Linked DNA regions of Anas platyrhynchos: region 2 is linked to region 1. Evidence: chromatin contacts called from public Hi-C data. All regions are on one chromosome and are shown on one strand. Each heading gives the region's core, a stretch centred on a gene start, on an enhancer-like site or on the middle of the called end of the contact. The rest is flanking DNA. Distances are from core to core; before and after follow the strand shown. Region 1 holds the start of PDIA6 (protein disulfide isomerase family A member 6). Region 2 overlaps E2F6 (E2F transcription factor 6).

The links. Hi-C and Micro-C count contacts between places; a contact is called where the count stands out from the background.
Region 2: a Hi-C map of F1 follicle shows a contact between it and region 1, with 3 times the contacts expected there. The contact joins the enhancer-like site here to the promoter of PDIA6 in region 1. A contact is called at or near these places in 2 of 8 Hi-C or Micro-C datasets (F1 follicle and subcutaneous adipose tissue).

Annotation. Positions count from the first base shown.
Region 1 is chr3:105,622,429-105,628,792 of IASCAAS_PekinDuck_T2T, reverse strand. It overlaps PDIA6 (protein disulfide isomerase family A member 6), which reads left to right and starts at 2,415. Exons shown (of 13, transcript XM_027455233.3): 1 at 2,415-2,567; 2 at 4,956-5,097; 3 at 5,421-5,478; 4 at 6,184-6,310. The coding sequence starts at 2,534.
Region 2 is chr3:105,998,173-106,005,342 of IASCAAS_PekinDuck_T2T, reverse strand. It overlaps E2F6 (E2F transcription factor 6), which reads left to right. Exons shown (of 7, transcript XM_072036435.1): 6 at 254-401; 7 at 1,136-3,417. The coding sequence ends at 1,140. Among named protein-coding and RNA genes, the nearest start is that of E2F6, 11 kb to the left of the region's middle. Within about 2 kb of position 2,467, at least 3 of the 8 cell types and tissues checked have an H3K27ac peak or open chromatin away from gene starts, as enhancers often do. A contact at or near this core is called in F1 follicle, where this site is marked.

The DNA.
Region 1 (6,364 bases), core at 1,166-3,665:
TGCAGTGATCTCCCCTTGGGCAGGGATGCCTCTCAAGGTTACTCCTGGAGGGTGAGATCCTTACTAACCACGTATGTTGATGAATGAAACTTTAGTTTTTAAAGCTGCCCGATTTATGCTAAGATTTAGCAACTTGAATATGCAGTAGATTAATCACTGTGAATCTTGTCATCATAACAAATTAATGATATCAATCTACTTACTATAATAAACAGAATTACTGTTATATCATTAATCAGGTATTTATTTTCACCGGCTTTAGAATCATTAAGGTTGGAAGAGACCTCCAAGATTACCTGGTCCAACCATCCCCCCACCACCAACGTCACCCACTAAACCTTGTCCCTAAGCACCGCGTCCAACCTTTCCTTGAACCCCCCAGGGACGGTGACTCCACCACCTTCCTTCCAATGCCTGACGGCTCTTTCTGAGAAGAAATGTCTCCTCATTTCCAACCTAAACCTCCCCTGGCACAACTAAAGTGTTGAATATTGCCTACAGGTAAGAGTTAGATGGAGCCCAGTTCTGGGCTCCCTGGTACAAAAAAAGACAGGGATGTCCTGGAAAGAGCCCAGCAGAGGGCCACAAAGATGATATGGGGCCTGGAGCATCTTCCCTATGAGGAAAGACTGAGCGACCTGGGTCTGCTTGGACTGGCGCACGCTTCATTGGGTTAGAAACTGGCTGGATAGCTGGGCCCAAAGGGTCGTGGTAAATGGAGTCAAGTCCAGTTGGGAGGACAGTCACTAGTGGCGTTCCCCAGGGCTCGGTACTGGGGCCGGTCCTCTTTAATATCTTCATCAATGATCTGGATGAGGGCATTGAGTGCACCCTCAGTAAGTTTTCAGATTACACCAAGTTAGGGGCGTGTGTCGATCTGCTCGAGGGTAGGAAAGCTCTGCAGGAGGATCTGGATAGGCTGCACCGATGGGCTGAGGTCAACTGCATGAAGTTCAATAAGGCCAAGTGCCAGGTCCTGCACCTGGGGCACAATAACCACAATAACTGGGAGATGAGTGGTTGGAGAGCTGCCAGGCAGAGAAGGACCTGGGAGTGATGGTGGACAGTCAGCTGAATATGAGCCGGCAGTGTGCTCAGGTGGCCAAGAAGGCCAACGGCATCCTGGCTTGTATCAGAAACAGCGTGACCAGCAGGGCTAGGGAGGTGATCGTCCCCCTGTACTCGGCTCTGGTGAGGCCGCACCTCGAGTACTGTGTTCAGTTTTGGGCCCCTCGCTACAACAAGGACATCAAGGTGCTTGAGAGGGTCCAGAGAAGGGCGACGAAGCTGGTGACGGGCCTGGAGAAGAAGTCCTACGAGGAGCGGCTGAAGGAGCTGGGCTTGTTCAGCCTGGAGAAGAGGAGGCTCAGGGGCGATCTTATCGCTCTTTACAGATACCTTAAAGGAGGCTGTAGTGAGGTGGGGGTTGGCCTGTTCTCCCACGTGCCTGGTGACAGGACAAGGGGGAATGGGCTAAAGTTGCGCCAGAGGAGTTTTAGGTTAGATGTTAGGAAGAACTTCTTTACCGAAAGGGTTGTGAGGCACTGGAACAGGCTGCCCAGGGAGGTGGTGGAGTCACCATCCCTGGAAGTCTAAAAGACGTTTAGATGTAGAGCTTAGGGATATGGTTTAGTGGGGACTGTTAGTTTTAGGTCAGAGGTTGGATGATCTTGAGGTCTCTTCCAACCTAGAAATTCTGTGATTCTGTGATTCTGTGAAGACTGAGAGGGGATCTCCTCAGTGTGTATAAATACCTGAGGGGTGGGAGACAGAGGGACTTGGCCAACCTCTTCTCAGTGGTTTGTGGGGACAGGACAAGTGGCAATGGCCACAAAATGGAGCCCAGGCAGTTCCGCACCAACATGCGGAAGAACTTCTTCACGGTGAGGGTGACGGAGCACTGGGACAGGCTGCCCAGGGAGGCTGTGGGGTCTCCTTCTCTGGAGATATTCAAGGCCCGTCTGGACGCCTGCCTGGGCAGCCTGCTCTAGGGAACCTGCTTTGGCAGGGGAGTTGGACCCGATGATCTCTGGAGGTCCCTTCCAACACCTACAGTTCTGTGTGATTTTGTGACTTTCTACTTTTATTTGAACTTTTACACACAAGCTTGTGGCTTGCAGAGAACGTTTTGTTGAGCCTGCTTTTCACAAGAAAGCCACTTGGGCTCAACATTCCGTGAGATTTCGCCTCACGACGAGGCTCTACAAACGGGACAACACAGGCTGCTTTAGCCTCTAGCCCCGGCCTATACCGAGCCCCACGCCCCCTCTCCCCGCTCTGCAGGGCGGAGGCAGCCCCGCCACAGGGCCGGCTCCGGGGGCGGGCGGGGAGGACACCTCCCCTCAGCCCCCGCCCCGCCCCGCCCCGCCTCCCTCACCGCAGCTCCTCCCGACGCGGCCTCTTCCTATTGGCTGCGCCAAGTGCGCCCGCGCCCGCTCCGCCAATCAGCGGCGGCCACGGCGGGGACAGGCGGCGGGGGGTGGGCGGGGCTTGCCCTGAGGAGCGGCGGCGGCGGAGGGAGCAGGGGGCAGCCATGGGGGCGCGCGCCGCGGGCCGCCTCTGGTGGGGTAGGAGCCGCGCGCCGGGGAAGGGCGGGAAGGCGCTGAGGGGAGCGGGGGGGCCGCCATTTTGTGCGCCCCCCGCCGCCATTTCGGGGAGCCCCCGGCCGCCATTTCGGGGGCCCCGGGAGGTCTGAGGGGGGCTCCGGCCGCCATTACGGGGGCTCCAGGTGGCGGTGGGGGTCCGGGGAGGGGTTGGGGGCGTGATAGGAGCCCAGGCAGCAGGAAAAAAAAAAGCTTTAATTATCTTATTCTGCTTCTAAAACCTACTCTCGTCTTCAGTGACTTGTTTTTTCTTTCTGTTTGTGTTTTCTTGTTCTGGGATTTTTTTTGTTTCTACCTTGTCTGGTTGCCCTGAGTTGGGCTTAAGGACTGTAGGAAAGAAATTAATGGAAGCCAAAAGGAGGAGGCGCAGGGGAGCTGCGCTTCCTCTCCCGCTCCCCCTGTTGCTGGGCTGAATAAATCCCTAAATCCGCTCAGCGCTCCCCATTGCAGCCCTATGTACAAGAGCTGAAGGTGCAGGTAATGCCCAGCCACTGGGGGGAGGCTCTCGCTCTATCAGGGTGAGTTTGGGCCTCAGAAGGTCCCTAAGGAGGGAGTTCACCTAAGACACCTCCCAGCAAAAGCTTTTCTGCCCTCAGCAAAAGCTTTCCTGCCTAGCTGCTCGGACTTGGAGCTTGGCTTTTCGATGAGAACAAATAATAGCATTGTGGAGCCACCTTGGTTGGTTTCACAATGCTCCTGGCTGTGTAGTTTGCTTACGTTGGAGAACAACTTCTGAAATTAGATTATCTGAGGTTGGTTCTACCCCTAAGAATCGAGCAATACCATGTTTGCATTTTCCTGGCTTAAAGGATTGTAGGAAAATAATCTTTTTACTTTCTAAAGATGAATTAAACCGTGCATATTTCACAATAGAAAGGAAAACTACGCTGCTGGTTTATGAGTCAGAGTTAAAATAAAAATCAAAACACAGTGGTATGTATCTAGGTAAATTTTACCACGTGCTACCTTCTGTAAGCTCTCTTTGGCATATTTTTTTGCACGAGGCAGAACTTGTCTATTTGAAGTGTCTGGGAGCTGACAGAAATGGCTGGGTGAGCTCTGTTCGGTTTCTGAATGTATTTTGCCATAGGTCTCATGGGTGATGATAAAATACACTGGGTTAGTTTTAATCATCTCTTTCCATTGTGGGAAGAGTTTCTGTCGGGAATGGCTTTGGCATTCAAGTACCGTTCTGCATCTTTGTGCTCCTACTCTGCCCTGGCGGCAGTTGTTACTGTAGGGCACTGTAACATGCTGTGACAGCCACATATCGCCCTAGAAGCTGCTTGATCTGTGCTGATGAAGTGCTCCTTGTGTGTGGGCAAACTGAAGGGACAGAGCCCATATAACAGGGAAATCCAGTGGTGGAAACCAGCTGGGATCGCCCTAAAAGAGGGCTAAAAGAGCCTGTTAGGAGGGGGCGTGGAGCGCTGGGTGAGGTGCTGGCTTGCAGTGGGGTGATTCAGCCCTGACCTCTGGCTGAGCAATCTGAAAGATGTTTTTTTCTTTCTGCTTCTCTCATCTGCAGACTACACATAATGAAACTGCCTTTTTTCGAGCAGGACTGTTAAAGCGTAGGTGATGCTGTGCAGTCTGTGTGCCGTGTGCTGCAGAGTTCTGCATCACTGAGCCATATCTTCAGTTTTGAAGAGAGACAAGGTGCAGCTTGCCATGCGAGTTATTAACCACTTGCAAAAAAGTTAACTATTTTTTCATTAGTTCCGACTTCAGTGTCTGAGCTTTTACTCCCCTGAGACTTTGGTGGGTTAAGAAAATCTTCTGCTTTATGGACTATGTTACAAAGATGCTTGTCTCTCATAAAGTCAGGTCTTAATCCTCGGACAAAGTAGAAAGAAGGATTGTGAGGTTTAATGTGGAAAGTCTCAAGTAATAATAAGATATAGAAGTGACTAGAAGTAAAAAATGTTTTAACAGAGGTGCGGGCAGTTGGCTTAGGAGGTCCTATGAGAAAACTGAGAAGGAATTGTAGCTGATCTTGGGGGTCCACGTGGAAGTCCTGCCAGTCTGGTACCAGCAGAAGTTAGGGTTGCAGCTTTGACTGAATGTTCTCTGGAGATCCTCAGCTTAGCAGGAGTCCCCCTTGCTGTAGGCATAGAGAATATATTACATGATCCTCTTAAACTGTGATTTAACTGGGAAGGGAGACTGCATATGTTGCCTTCATTTCTCTTTCGTCTGGTGAGGCCGGAGTTCCTCACCCTCCCCTTACCCCCCCTTTTTTTTTCTGCTGACGTGAAAGCTTGCTTAGGGGTGGGGAGATGATTTAGCCATGGAAACAGGAGTGCCATAAATGGTCTGTGGGAATGCTGATTGCTTTGCTTTTCGTTCTAGGCACAGTGAGCTGCACGTTATTCCTGGCAGTTAACGGGCTGTACTCGGCCAGCGACGATGTGATAGAGCTAACACCAACCAACTTCAACAAGGAGGTCATTCAGAGTGACAGCCTGTGGCTCGTCGAGTTCTACGCCCCATGGTGAGAATTACATCAGATGTAATCAGATGGGACTGTGTGTAAATCTGGATTTTGGTGCTCACATTTACATATATTTGGAAAGCCAGGTAGCTTGTAAGAGCAGTGTGTGTATGTATGTATATGTATCTATATAATATATATATATGGAGGGTTTTGGCTTTTTTAAAGTTGTCTGATCAATTATGTGATGTGGCATAGCCCCTTCACCTCTTCACGGGTAGAAATCTTTTGTTTTGCAAACCCAACAAAGCTGCTTTCTGCTTCATCAAATAGTTCTGCAATCTGAATGAATATTATTATTATTTTTTTTTTCCTTCTAAAAGGTGTGGTCACTGTCAAAGACTAACCCCTGAGTGGAAGAAAGCCGCAACAGCATTAAAAGTAAGTTTAATTTTTCACAAATGCACTTGCAGCAGAGAACTGAGGAGAATCTGTCTGTTTTTCGTCTTGCTTGGAAACGTGGTAGCAGAATGGAAATACCCTGAATCGTAGCCCTTCAATTACACTTGTCCTGCTGTGGAAGTGGCCCATAAAAGGTGGCACACAGGCGCTTAAAAGTTCACTTTTTCTAAAAAGCCATTCAATTGTAGAAGGAAGCAAGTCAATTTTGTCCCAGCAAGTTTCCATTACTGTTTTCCAGGTCTGCTTTTAACAGCACCACAGGACTTTAGAATCCAGTCATCTCCCAAAATAGCACGTTCATCTTTTCTTCCTCGCTGTCCCGTCCCCTGCTACTGAAATACAGGAACAGGGTGAACTGAGTATTTGAACACAGCTTTGTAAGCTGTTGGTGATGAGTTTTTCTTTCATTACAGAAACCTTAGTCATTCAGTGATTCTCTGAGCTCTTTCCTACATAAAATACATATTCCTTTTTTTTTAAGGGGGGGAAAAAAAACCTTTAAAACTTAGGATAAAGAAAGAAATGAGCATCAGAGGTGTTCCCTGGTTTAATGCTTTTGGGTTACAGCATCTTTCAGTGACTCTTCTCTTAGCTTCCTAATAACTGTCTCCAGCATGTGCAGAGTACAAAATGTGTTAAATGACTGTTGAAGGCTTGTCTTAATTTTTGTTTTTACTTCCACAGGGCGTAGTGAAAGTAGGTGCAGTAGATGCAGATAAGCATCAGTCCTTGGGTGGACAGTACGGCGTCAGAGGGTTTCCAACTATCAAGATATTTGGAGCCAACAAAAACAAAGCAGAAGATTATCAGGGTAAATGTGATCCTCTTTCGTGTGCTGCGCAGCTAAAAGCATCTCTGAATGCAG
Region 2 (7,170 bases), core at 1,218-3,717, 380 kb before region 1:
GACTAAACAAAGACTCACTAGGTGCATTGCATGTCAAAAATGAAACCTAGTTAGCTTAATGGTACTTAATAATTGGCCTAAAAATGTATTAAGTACTCGTAACTTATGTGGAACTAGTAACACAATTTTAAGTAGTTATGTCACTTCTGTATCTGTTCTCCTCTTAACCTGTTGGCTTTAAAATATATGTAAAAATAGATAACTGATGTATAAGATTGGTCTTCTGGTTAATATGTAAGTCATTGTTTTCTAGGACTGCATAGAAGTACATGTAAAGAGCACAAAAGGACCCATTGATGTGTATCTGTGTGAGGTGGAACAAGATAAGCCAGGTGCCAAAACTTTTGAAAATATGAATACTGTCAAATCTGAAACTGAGCCATCGGTTCCTCCTGGTGAAGGTAGCGTCTCCCACTTACATTTTAATCCTCATCTGAATTTTTTTTAAAAAGAAAACTCGTTCTCAACTTTACCAGAATGGTATGGCAGTGTTAACTGGGCATAGTTTAAGTGGGCTAAGATGTGTGGGAGGACAGGAAGTGCCTGAAAGCTCAGCTTATGGTGGTGCATTACCTCACAGCAGCAGAAGGCCAAAGGGTTAGGCATGTGCACACATAGCAAGCTGCTCTGGTTCTCCGACCCTCTTCCTTCCTTTGCTCGTTACTGGTTTCCTGTCAGAGCAGACCATTCTGTGCTCTGCTGATGGGACTGTGTGCGAGTTCTCAGCTGTTTCAATGTCCAGGCCAGCAGCTCGGCTGAAATACCAGTTGTTGTAGGAGTTAAGATGAGTTTCAAACAAAACGTTAGCTGCTCTTACTCATTATTGCCCTGTTTAAAGCAGGACAGCCAGGAGATGGGGTGTAGTATTTTAATCTCCTAGAACAAGACTGGCTGGAATTCAGTCTGTCAAGAGCTCTGGTGCTGCAGGACGTTGCGGTTTAAAAATAAATGTGGCGGGAACTGTGGTAGCTCAGAAGACGTAAGAGTTTATTTTTAGCAATTCTACTTCATAGTAGAGAGGAAGAGTTGACTATTTAATCTTGGGCTTTCATTTAACACTGCATTGCTTGTGAAATGACTCAATTATATTTCCTACAGTGACAGTAACTAGATTCCTCTTTCACTTCCCTTTCAGAGTGATATCTCCAAAAAATAAAAATAAAGAAGTAATATATATATGTATATACGCTGAGATAGATGAATTACAACTCAAAATCAAATACAGAATGTAAATATCTGTTATAGAGTTTTTCCAAAGCTGCTTGGAACTGCGAACTTACCGACCTGAAATGCTCTGGAGTGTTTTTAATTTAAAACAGCAGTGGATTGAATGGTTTCACGGGATTATTTTATCTTTCCAAGTCAGAAGATGATAGTTCCTAGATTTGCTTTTAGGAGCTTTGTTTTCGTAATTGCATGTGACCTACGGAGCTTTTGGGAAAGTATTTTTAGCTTATGAAATGACTTTAATTGACGGAAAACATACTTAATGAATGACTCCTAAAATGAAACTGTTGGAAACTGTTTCTGGAACAATCCACAATCCTTCTGAGAATGTATGTAATGAAGAAATGCACTTTTCAGTTCTGAGGCTGCACTACTGCTAAGCAGGATCGTCAAATACAGATGAAGAAAGAGCTTGATGCATCAGAAGCCTTCACTATAAGGAACAAGATGTAAATACTACGAGAGTTACGCCTTACACTGTGTAGATGCTGTTTGCATTGTAGCATCCAGCTCTGCATTAACTATGGTATCAACACTGAAAAATAAATGGGCTTTTTGTATATCTGTATAATGTCTGGGTAGTTACTGATGTAGATTTATTGAGGTGGTCTGCATTTCTGCCTTTGTACAGCAAAGAAATAAGCTTATAAAACATAAAGTGGCCAGTCTAACTAAATGTGGTGGTTTGTTATTAATGTTTGTTCACCCAGTGAATTATAACATTTTAAAACTGATGTGAAAAATGTAATTGTTAAATGTAGTGTTGGCTGCTCTTGTTATGATACTTCTGAAGATCACTACACTCCTGTAACACAATTAATAGTAAATATTTAAACTGGTCACTATATAGAAATTCTAAACCCTATAGTGTAGCTCTAGCCTGGTACCCTACTCTCATTGTAGCTACACTTGCAAGTGTTGTCAAATACTTCTGAACTTAGTAAAGAAATACTTGAGAGTTTAGAATGCATCCAACTTCTGTATTTATCTACCTTCAGTCTGTAAAATGAGACGTCAGAGTGTCAGGGCCAGGTCTTTGTATTGGGTTTAGGGGACAGTGTTCCAAAAGGGACCTGCTGCTGGCTAAAGTAAATGTGTGTGTGTGATACTGGTGGTGGCTCTGTGATAACATTCAAGCAAGGATAAAAAGTGTTGCACAGCAGCTGTGAGAGAGGAGTGAGGAAAAACTTGAAACAACCCACCAGAAATCAAGGTCAGTAGAGAAGGAGGGGGAGGAGGTGCTCCAAGTGCCAGGGCAGATTACCATGCAGCTGGTGGGGAGGGTCATGGTGAAGCAGGCTGTCCTCCCATAGCCTGTGGAGGCCCATGTTGGGGCCATTCTCCGCACTGCAGCCTGCAGAGGACCCCGTGCTGGAGCAGGTGGGTGTGCTCTGAAGGAAACTGCAGCTTGGGAAGAGTACACACAGAAGCAGCTGCTGGCCAGAGCTGCAGTCCATGGAGAGGAGTCCATGGAGTCCATGCAGGAATGGGATCTGGGGCAAGCTGCCACCTGTGGGGGACCCGTGCTGGAGCAGTTTGCTCCTGAGGGATGGACCCTGTGGTATGGAGCTGTCTGGGAGCAGTGCTTGAAGAGCTGCTGCCTGTGGGCAGCCCCCGCAGGCTCAGTTTGAGAAGGACGGCATCCCGTGGGAGAAACCCCACATGGAGCAGGGGCAGAGAGGGACCATGAAGGAGCAGCAGTGATAAGTGTCATGGACTGACCACAGCCCCCATTTGCCTGCACCACTTGGGATGGAAGTAGAATTATTGAGATTGAACTTGAGCCTGGAAAGAAAAGGGCTGAAGGGAAGGTGGGATTAGTTTGCTTTTAGTTCTCAGTGTTCTGGCCTATTAATTGCAATAAATTAGTCTTTTCCAAGCTGGGTCTGTTTCGCTTATGATGGTAAGTGGTGAGTGATTTCTCTGTCCTTATCTTAACCCACAAGTTTTGTTATTTTTTTTATTTTGTTTTTGTTTTTTCTTTCTCCCTGCCCTGCTTTGGAGGGGGAGTGAGGGTGCAGCTTGGTGGGCACAGGGTGACCAGCCAAGGTCAACCCAATAGTCTTCTGAGTGAATTAACTTGTAACTGTACAAATGCCATGCATATGTTTGTTTCTTTTTAGGTTTAAAGTGTGTTTCAAAGTTTCCTGTGTGTGATATCTAAAAAATAAAAACTCATGGATTATGTGATCGCACCGTATCAACTATCTATCAGATAAAGCCCTGAAAGCGCTAACCAGCATCTCTGCACCAATTTTAGACATGCTGTGAAATTAAATGTCTACCTTGTTCTACTGAAGAAATGCATGTAAAGTAGGGCAGTTGATGCTGAAGAGCTTAAATAAGCCTAATACAGATTGAGAGTTAATCTGTCTTCTACAAGGTTCACTAGTTCTGCAAAATATTGTATTATGCAGACTGTGAAACACTTTCTAACACAAACTTTGTGTTAGAAAGTAACCTTGGCATTTTGTGTGTGTTCAATCAGCTTCCAGCTCTGGGAGGCAGGGATTCAGTGGTGGATCCCTTTTTTCTGCATGTCTGTTAAGCGCAAACAACAGACTGAGTTATTGCAATAATAAAAGCAAACTGAAAGGACCTTACGTACATTGATCAGGGAGAGTAAGACAGAGGAATATGCTCCTCCAGAAGCTGAGGGTGGGGGTTAAAATTAAGAAAACATTTTGCACAACCAGATCGTCCTGTTCCTTCAATGTTTGTCTTCTCCCCAAGTGGCAAAGTAGCTATTTGATTTTTGCACTGCTGCTCTGTTTTTTTTTTTCTTGGGGGGAGGGAGAGGGCTCTGTGTAAGTATTGATTCACCTAGACTTGTTCAATAACTTGGAAAAACGTTTGCCATGAAATCTGTAACAATTTCCAGCACCAAATGAGGCACGCTGAATACCATGTGTTAGGGTGGGATTTTGTTAGCTGACGATGCGGCATTTTGAACTATGTAGAAAGCAACTTTTACAAGGTAAGCATTTTGCAAATGTTAAGGCTGTTTTAAAAAGCAGAATGTGCATCATTTAATTAGAACATTAGGGAGTTTTGTTTGGAACAAACCTCTAATGATTCTGTTGTTCCCCCTTTGTGCAGGTTTTTGAGCAGCAGAATTATTTTTTAACCTCAAGCTGCATGATTATCACTGAAATGGGAGAAGCTCTAGGATGACAGTTCTGCTTGAATAATTTTCTTAAATACTTTGGATTGTTTTAGTAAATGTGCCTACAGTGGAACAAATGGACTTTGGAAGATATCTTTGTTATTTGAATACTTGCAGCATTATCCACTTGTGGTACTGGAAAGCAATGTACTGCATGGGCTCAAAAAGTCAGCTAACTTGCTGGAAAGATGAGAGTTGGTCTGTAGGAAAAGTTGTTGAGCGATGCTGAACCTAAATGCAAGTTACAAGCTTGCCTAAAAAGTAAACGTGATAAAATCTTACTCTGGGTTTGTATAATAATGCTTGATTTTTTCTGACAGGTTATTAAGATAAAATATTTTTGTTGAGTCCCCAATGTGTCTATTTTCAGCATATTTATGTCTAAGCATTTCCCTCATTATTTGAAAACTCTGCCTGCAATAAATTAGAAAACTAATAACATTTTTGCCTTTCCTTCAGTAAGAACATCTGAGGATCTAAATGCATTAATCAGCAAGAACAACAGCCAAAATCTATAATTATAAAATGTCCTGATTTTGCTGACTCTGTAATTGGAACAAACTCCACAAGTTGCCAGTTCAGGCCTTATTTGGGATGGGAAATTACTCCCTGGGATTTTCAGATGTGAACTGCAGTTTTTAAATAATGCAATTTGCAAAGAAGAGAAAGGATTACTTTAAATTATTAGTATCTTCAGGAAAGTACTTAAAAGACAGCAAATTCCTTATATTGAATAATCTTTTGTTGTGTGTGAAAAGTTTTGTTTATAGGCATAATTAAATCACAATGATTTCAAAAGTTACTTCAGCTCGTGTAATCTTCAGTGCCGAGGGCGGCCTGCTTGCTAGGCCCTGGCTGATCCTGGGTAGCTGGAGCTCATGGTGAGCTTCGAGTCACCATCCCTGGAGGTCTTTAAAAGACATTTAGATTTAGAGCTTAGAGATATGGTTTAGCGGAGGACTTATTAGTGTTAGGTCAGAGGTTGGACTCGATGATCTTGGAGGTCTCTTCCAACCTAGGTGATTCTGTTCCATCACCTCGGTGTCAGGCCTGGACACAATGGAACTGCTCAAGTGTTTATCCAGAGCAGTAACCTGCTGGTTTGGGTTCCCAACAGTATTTTGTGAGAAGTTCATTCAATAAAGTCAACACGGTTGTGTATGGTTTATACAACTCTCCAAAAGGCTTCTCTGACAGATGTTTCCTAAAGGACTGTAATACCCATGTGTATCATATAAGTCACACCTAGTTCATAGAACCACCAAGGTTGAAGAAGACCTCCAAGATCATTTGCTCCAACCATCCCCCTACTACCAACGTCACCCACTAAACCATGTCTCTAAGCACCACATCCAGCCTTTAAGTTCCTCTGATGATGGCCTGAGGGCCTTCTGATGAAGTCTGAGGGCCTGTGGGCCTGTGGCTGTGTCTCCCAGCACATGGGGATATGCGGCAGCTTCTCACAGCACACCCCATGAATGAGGTGGTGTTTGTAGCCACCCCTCGAGTAAGGGATGAGGCTGTAGGAGACAATAATTAAATCCTCAAAGTTGTAACAGCAAATCCAAAAGATGAAAGCTCAGGACATTGTTAACCTTTTATTGACTTTTTTAGGCCTCTCATATTTTATGGCATCCTTCTTCAAAAGGAAGACTTGGCATTAGCACTTCAAATGAAAACTGCAGGAATCTAAAAATCTGCAAGAAGCTATTAGAATTCCTGGAACAGCTTTGCTTTCAGTCTTTTACAGATTCTCATGCAAATCCCATACAGAACTGATTTTAGATAATGCAATGTTCTTTTCCAGCCAGACAAGACATTTTGGTAGTGTGGCTGTTGTTTTCTAAGGATTTATTTATTTATTTATATCAATGACCACAAAAATGTCACAGGCAGGTTACAGCAGTAGTTGATTCTCTATCATGCTGCCAAAGTGAATGTCATGGAAAAAATGAAACAACGTATTTTTCTTACTAAGTAGAAAGGTATCAGATCAGATATAAAGTTTCAGCAAGCTGGTAAAGGGAAAATCTTTTTTTATATGGATTTTAATTAGAAGGCACACATTCTTGAGAGGCTTGCTGGCTCCTAAATCTAGGATAACATTTGTGTGCACAAACTGTGACCTCAGCATTAAAAGAGTTCATTTCCAAGCGTGAAAATAAAAGTTATCCATCAGGAGAAAAGTTCAAAGTCCAGTAAAAAAAACATCTCAGAATTTATTGGGATAATAAAGTTTTAAAGAGGATTGTGAATTAGAGATGGCCCCAAACCTTTCAGCGCAAGCTAAGAAGCAAATACCTGCCAACTTGGAATAAAATGAGGTCAATAGGCCCCATATTTATTATACCAGTCATTAACAGTAAAAGTTGAAGCTAGATGCAGACTTTTCTTAAGATCAAGATATCTGACTGAGACTTAGCATGAACAAAATAACTGTGAGACAGCTGGGACTCAGAAGAAAACATCAGCAAAGGGAGAATTTCCCTTCGTTATTTTCAGCAGTAGCTGCTTGTAGGCATCTAACTACTCCTTTGTTTTCCTTACAAGCACTCACAAAGGAGTTCTTGAACAGTACCTTTATGAAAAGCATCCTACTAAGTATTGCTAATAGAGGAAAAGTAAAATTCTAGCCTTTCGTCTGGAACTGTGGAAGGCATGAATGCAATTTTGAAAATGGGAACACAATAAATATCTCTAACGGTGTTACTGATAAGATCACTCTTTTTGCAAGCTGGGATGGTCTTCTGAAGTTCTCATCTGCTAGGTTGTATTCT